Regions from separate parts of the Bos taurus genome. Here region 2 is linked to region 1. Evidence: chromatin contacts called from public Hi-C data. All regions are on one chromosome and are shown on one strand. The core of a region is the stretch at or near the end of the contact, and the rest is flanking DNA. Distances in the headings are between cores, read along the strand shown.

Region 1 (3,261 bases), core at 472-2,971:
CATTTGAGCTACCCGGGAAGCTCCAATTTATTCTTATACTGACTTACAATTTCAGAGACTGTGTTTTAAAAATAAAAAAGATTGAATACAAGCAGCAAAATTTGAGCTGCTGCACTATTAGAGTGAGCATAAAGAAGACAGAATTATGGCAGGACACATAAATGTAAAAAACCTGGTTCTGCAGCAGCAAGAAGCATAGTTATGGGGGTTGGGGGGACAGCGTACTTAGCAAAAAAATATATTTCAGAGGGTTGTATAACATGCCAACCGGTCTCATTAGTCCACTCTAGTGAGAATTCTCCCCAAAAGGGGAAATTTCAGAAGCAAACTGTTCTTAGAGGTTAAATGCAGACTTAATCACAGGATAGTTAAGTATCTTAAGTAAAAGACTTGAACAGAAACTTGCATGCTGCATGCTAAATCGCTTCAGTAGTGTTCCACTCTTTGCAACCCCATGGACCCCTCTGTCCACCTGGGCCTTGTTTACTAGACAACTTACTCAACTGGATGATTCAGTTTTCCCATCTGACAATACTAAAAAATTTATAAGATTATCATAAGGTTAAATGTGATATTATTTATAAATCAACTGGATGTTTCAGTTTCCCCATCTGACAATACTAAAAAATTTATAAGATTATCATAAGGTTAAATGTGATATTACTTATAAAGCATAAAGAATAACTCACAGATGCTCATTAAGAGGTAGCTGTTATTGGCTAAAGATCACAGGCCTGGGTATCTGTGCTATTTAGACCTAGATGATCACATGCTTTTGTATCTATGTGTATTGGAAAGGTGTCTACAGCCAAGGATTATGATCAAACTAAAATGACACCTCAGGTACCAAGTAAATGGCACCCTTTTTCGAATCCAAAGTTGCTTTCACTGTTCATTGGTCAGGAGCTTTTGTATAGTAGCAAGCCCTATGAGCCACTATCACCTTCAGAATCCAGTTGAAAGCTTTCTAGGTCCTACGATAAACACCTGAATTAAGCCTTGTGCTAGCCACAGCCCATACTCTGTGAGTGAGACTGCTGTCTTCCAGGGCAGTTTCAAGAGCAAGTCAGGCACAAAACAGGTGCTTGGTACCCTAGGAGCGTCAAGGATACGTCAAGGATACTACGGAAGCCTGCAGGAGGAAGTATTATCCAAAACTACAAGAGACTTGAGATAGGCTTAACAACTTTTCAAGCCGGGAGAGTCTGAGAGGTTTTTGAAATTCTGCTGCCCAACAGCAACACGCAGTCTATAACCAATGTACTCCGGCTTCAAATCTCAGCCCCTTCCACTCTATAGGGAGCTCTCCGTTGGGGAAGAAGTTATCCGTGCCGACTGACCACTGTGGGGTTTTCTAACGTCTGCCCACTTTGGGCGACGCCCTCTTAGTAGAGAACAAAGACTTTTCACAGACCGCAGGCCGCGTCGGGGCTGGGGGCGGCCATCCAAACGAGAGACGGAGCGGAGGAGGGGAAGGCAGGGCGTATACATGGGGCGTGGTCCCTCCAAACAGCGCGGCTTGGTACTCTGAAGGCTCGGAAGAAGAGAACGAGTATCCCGACTCTTTCTTTAGCGACTCCGGAATGACACAAGGTTTAGCCCTCGCCACAAGCGGCAGCACTTACGGCGCAGCCAGACTCTGATTCCGGTGGGCGTATACGCTGCGTGCTGCGTCATGGCGTCATCGCGTGACATATCCCGAGAGCAGGCTTTTGGCGCGAGAATCTGAAACCCGGTGGGCGGAGGTGCGGCTGCTGAAGTTTGCTGTCTCGGGCGGTGGGTCTCCGCGAAGGAGCGTGAGGGATCCGGTTTCTTATCTGAGTGCCGGCGCGTTTTGTCAGACTCCTCTGGCCAAAAAAAATAAACCAGCTTCACCTCTGAAGGCGGTTAGTGTTGGCAGGGGTGGAAATGGGCAGCCTTCCGCGGTCTCAGGCGGCGGGGAGCGCCTCCGGTGTTCGGGTGGGAACCGAGCCCCGCACCGACAGGGAGAAGGGACCAGCTCCTCGGCCGGAGGCTCCAGCCCCCCCGCCCCGTCCCGGGAAGTCCGTGGCCCAGCTTCGGGCTCCGCTCGACCCACATGTCCCAGGCTGAAATTTCCTTCATTGGAATCACGATGAAGTTACTTTACCGGAACATTGCTGTTTTGGAAAATGTTTCATAGTCTGTGGCACATTGTATCTGCCTCATCGCTTAGTCCCCAGGTAGTTGCTTTGTTAACGAAAATTTACTGATTGGGAATTGTTACCCGGTGTTTATCTAATAGCCCTCTGCTAACTGCGCAGCCACTGGCCACACGTGACTAGTTAATGAAGATTAAATAATAATTAAAAATTCTGTTCTTGAGCAGACTTGCCACAGTTGAGATGAGTCATGTGGCTAATGGCTGCTCTATTGGACTGCACAAATACAGAATACTTAATTCCCCGCGGTGAGTTCGATTCTTGTTTTAAAATAAACAATGTAGCTTCAGGCAGGTTTACCGCTTCCGGTTTTACCTCAGACTCATTTAGCAAGGACTGCATCTGTGTGAAGTGTATTTTGGTGTTCTCTTTTGCAGACTCACCAAACTCTGAAGCAATAGTGTAGATAAAAATGCCGATTGGATGCAAAGAGAGGCCAACTTTTTTTGACATTTTTAAGGCGCGATGCAACAAAGCAGGTATTAACAGATTTTTTATACGAATTGATCGTTTGAGAAAAATGTTTTCAGAAAAATGTAATTATGCATGCTTGTTGAAAAGAATCCAGTGCTTCACGTTTTTGTTTACACCATAAACTGTGCTTTATGAAGTCATAAATCAGAAAAGTAATCATTTACAGTTAACCAAATGATCGGTGTAGAACCTGTGGTGGATAAAGAGGAAACTGGCCCCTTGATGAGTAGAACTGTTTTTAAAGCAGAGACTTCCTAGCAAGTCAGAAGCATTAGTAACATAATAGCAGAAGTTGTCCCAACTTTTTGGTCTCAGTTCGCCTTACACTCTTAAAATGATTGAGGACTGAGAGCTTTTGTCTAGGTTACCATATTAGAAATTAAAACTAAGAACTTTTAAGAACATTAAGTTAATAACAAAAATAAACTCATTGCATATTAACATGAATAATATGTTTATGAAAAATAACTTTTCCAAGAAAAATGTGAAGAGTGACATTACTTTAAAATTTTGCAGTTCTCTTTACTATCTAGCTCAATAGAAGATAGCTGGATTCTCATGCTCATTCTCAAAGAATTGCATTTAATTCTTTACAATATGTTTTGAT
Region 2 (2,908 bases), core at 23-2,522, 120 kb before region 1:
GTCGTTCCTGTAAAGCAGTTCAACGTGGAAGTTCTGAAGACCATTGAAAAATACGTGCAAGTGAGTATTGAACCAGCATGTTTCCAGATAGTTGTTCCAGAAAGACATCCTCTGTATGCAGCTTGTACTCGGCCATAGTTTTATGGGTGCCAGGCTGCGCATTCATTTATCAATGTCCGTAACACACTGAGAGCGGCCAAGACAGTGGCTGACCAGCACCCTGAGCGGTGTCCTGAGGAGAAAGACAGGACCAGGCCCTAGCGCGTTCCTGAGCCTTCAGAGGACACGTCTCTGCCTCCTGCGCTTAAAGGCCAGATACTGAAAGCATGTCCTGGCTTGGGGGGCAGGGGCAGGGTCTTGTTTGAGGGGTTCTATTTCAAAGGAGAAGGAAGAAGCAACTTGTGTGTGCCTGGTTCCAGACCAGGTGTTTTAGATGAGAAGGGTTAATTCAGAGGAGAAAATTGTCACTTAGGGTCGAAGGAACTAAGGCTAAGAAACGGCATACTTATACTTAAAAATACTCCAACAAACAAAACATACTGTGTACTTGGTGAGTTTCAGAGTTCAAGGGCAAATGCTCGGCTTTCTCTGGTTAAATTCATTGACTAAGCTTGACAACTTTAAACATTTTTTTCCCCATCTTCACTTCACCAGTCACATTACTTGAAGAATTTGCAAATACTAAAAATGATTTTCAAGCTTTTTTTTTCCTCCAAGTGGCATTGCTCCAGTAACAGTTGTACCATGTGGTAGATGTTCATTATCGCTTTCTCACTTGACACTCACGAGAGACAGAGGGGCAGTTCACATCTTTGCCCCTTGTTCAAAAAAAAAAAATTTGTTTTATTAGACTACCTGTTCTTATGCCTGTGGATCATCCCTGGTACTTGAGATCTTTACTGAATGGTGGCTAATTTCATATCAAACCATGACCTCCCTTGTGCAGAAGTTAACAATGAAGGGAATGCGTTTTACTTCATGTGCTTTTATTCCAAGTCCTAGACAAATAATAACATTTATCAGGCTGGTTATCCATGTTCAGTATTTTTATGGGAAAAGTGTCTTGGTCTGCCTGGGAGTTGTCAGAGACACAAAGATGGTGAAACACAGTGAGACTTTCAGGAAGAGTAGGAGTTTGATAAGGAAGGAGAGGAAGGGCATTCCAGGATGAGAGAACAGCATGAGGAAATGCACAGAGGCTAGAGACATCAGCTGGGATGGCGAATTCCAGGGGAGATTACCCACGTAGGCCTTGCTCGAAGAGTGTGGACTCCTCCTTGTCCACCAGGGGGAGCTCTTGAAGATGTTTAAGCGGGGAAGTGGCTTGAGCTGAAGATTCTGGAACGATCACTGTAGCTGGAATGGGTTTGATGGACCCAAGGAGAGGCTGCAAGTGGGGAAGCCAGTTAAGAGACCACTGAAATAGTCCAAGGAGGATTCAGCTGAGGCAGTGCCAACAGGAATGGAGGTGGGCAGGGGTAGGGGTCAGATTCTCAGGAGGGAGGGAAGAGGGGAGTTAAGAATGGTTCCCAGACTCCGGGGTTAGGTCATGAGGAAGACACGGACAAGAAGAGAAGAGGGCTGAGGGCAGAGGTCAGACGCCCAGGAAGCAAATGGAGCAGAAAGAGCCAGAGAAGTGGGAAGCATAGATGGAAACTGGAGGCAGGGAGAATCTTGAGGAGTGAGGGAACAGTAGCGTAACTGCAATGGAGGCTGGAGCTTTTTTTGTTTTGTTTTGCTTTTCAAATTAAGGAAGTACCTCATTAGCAAAAGTGGTACCTTGTTATTTTAAACTTGTTTATTTGAATGTGGACAAAACTGTTCTTTTTTATTTGCTTATTTCCTAAATGTAGCTCCTCCTAAATTATCTTTTTTATGTCATTTGCCTTTTACTTATCAAAGGATTTCCTGCACTGTTTTAAATCAGTGAGTTCTGACAGGTCATGAGAAGCTTCAGTAGCTAGGAGCATGTTAGTTTTTTTTTTAATGAAATAAGTTTTTAAGTATTGACTGTTTCATTTCCTTCAGAGCATTCACTGGAGAGAAGCTCTGAATATTTTGAAGCTGGTGGTTTCTCGATCGGCCAGCCTCGTTTTGCCTTCCTACCAACACAGCGACCTCTCAAAGATAGAAATACATCGAGTGTGGACGAGCTCATCCAAGGAATTACCTGGAAAAACCCTAGACTTCCACTTTGATATCTCAGAGGTATGTTAACTGTTCCCGTGAACTTTAGCGTGAATGCATAGGAGCAAAGTTCTAAACTAGCTGCCTGGAGAAGGAGGGCTTCCTTTACATTTATGTCACATGAAAGCTTCTAAGGCCTAATGAGGTCCTATTTTTTTTCTTTTTTAAGAACACATTCATAGGGGCTCTCATTTGGCAGCTTTTAAAAATAGAAGCTAGCCTCAGTTATGTAAAAACGATTCCACAGAAAAGACAATTTTTAAAATGGAATGATCTTAAGCATTTTAAACCATGAGCTTCACTCATTCTTTATCTGACTGCTGCCACGTCCTGTCTGGTATCTGCAACCTTCTTTCCTGAACTGTAGCCAAACCAGTGAATGACCGAGATTTATGGAATCTGCCCTTATGGTCATTTCCCCAAGCCACAATGCTTTTTTTTCTTTAACAATTTTTTTAAAGTTGATATGTTGTGTTTTCATTTTTATTAAGTTCAGTTTTTTTGGTGGGGTCACATGGCATGCAGGATTTTAGCTGCCCGACCAGGGATCAAACCCACGGGCCCTACAGTGGGCACATGGAGTTCTAAAAACTGAACCATCAAGGGAAGTCTCCCACACTGCTTTTTACAGTACCACCATTTAAATTCTTGCCTTGAGAAAGAAAGGAAATGTGGAGAGAAGAGACCTATGAACCAAACTAAGGAGTCAGGAAGAAAAGAG

The links. A called contact is a pair of places that touch in the nucleus more often than the background predicts.
Region 2: a Hi-C map of liver shows a contact between it and region 1, with 2.2 times the contacts expected there. The contact joins the enhancer-like site here to the promoter of BRCA2 in region 1. A contact is called at or near these places in 3 of 11 Hi-C or Micro-C datasets (blastocyst, liver and skin fibroblasts).

What each region holds. Positions count from the first base shown.
Region 1 is chr12:28,667,117-28,670,377 of ARS-UCD2.0, reverse strand. BRCA2 (BRCA2 DNA repair associated) reads left to right here and starts at 1,721. Exons shown (of 27, transcript XM_002691807.6): 1 at 1,721-1,886; 2 at 2,558-2,659. The coding sequence starts at 2,593. It also overlaps a transcript of ZAR1L not described here.
Region 2 is chr12:28,785,590-28,788,497 of ARS-UCD2.0, reverse strand. FRY (FRY microtubule binding protein) reads left to right here. Exons shown (of 61, transcript NM_001205616.1): 47 at 1-60; 48 at 2,029-2,208. Among named protein-coding and RNA genes, the nearest start is that of ZAR1L, 120 kb to the right of the region's middle. Within about 2 kb of position 1,272, at least 20 of the 102 cell types and tissues checked have an H3K27ac peak or open chromatin away from gene starts, as enhancers often do. A contact at or near this core is called in liver, where this site is marked.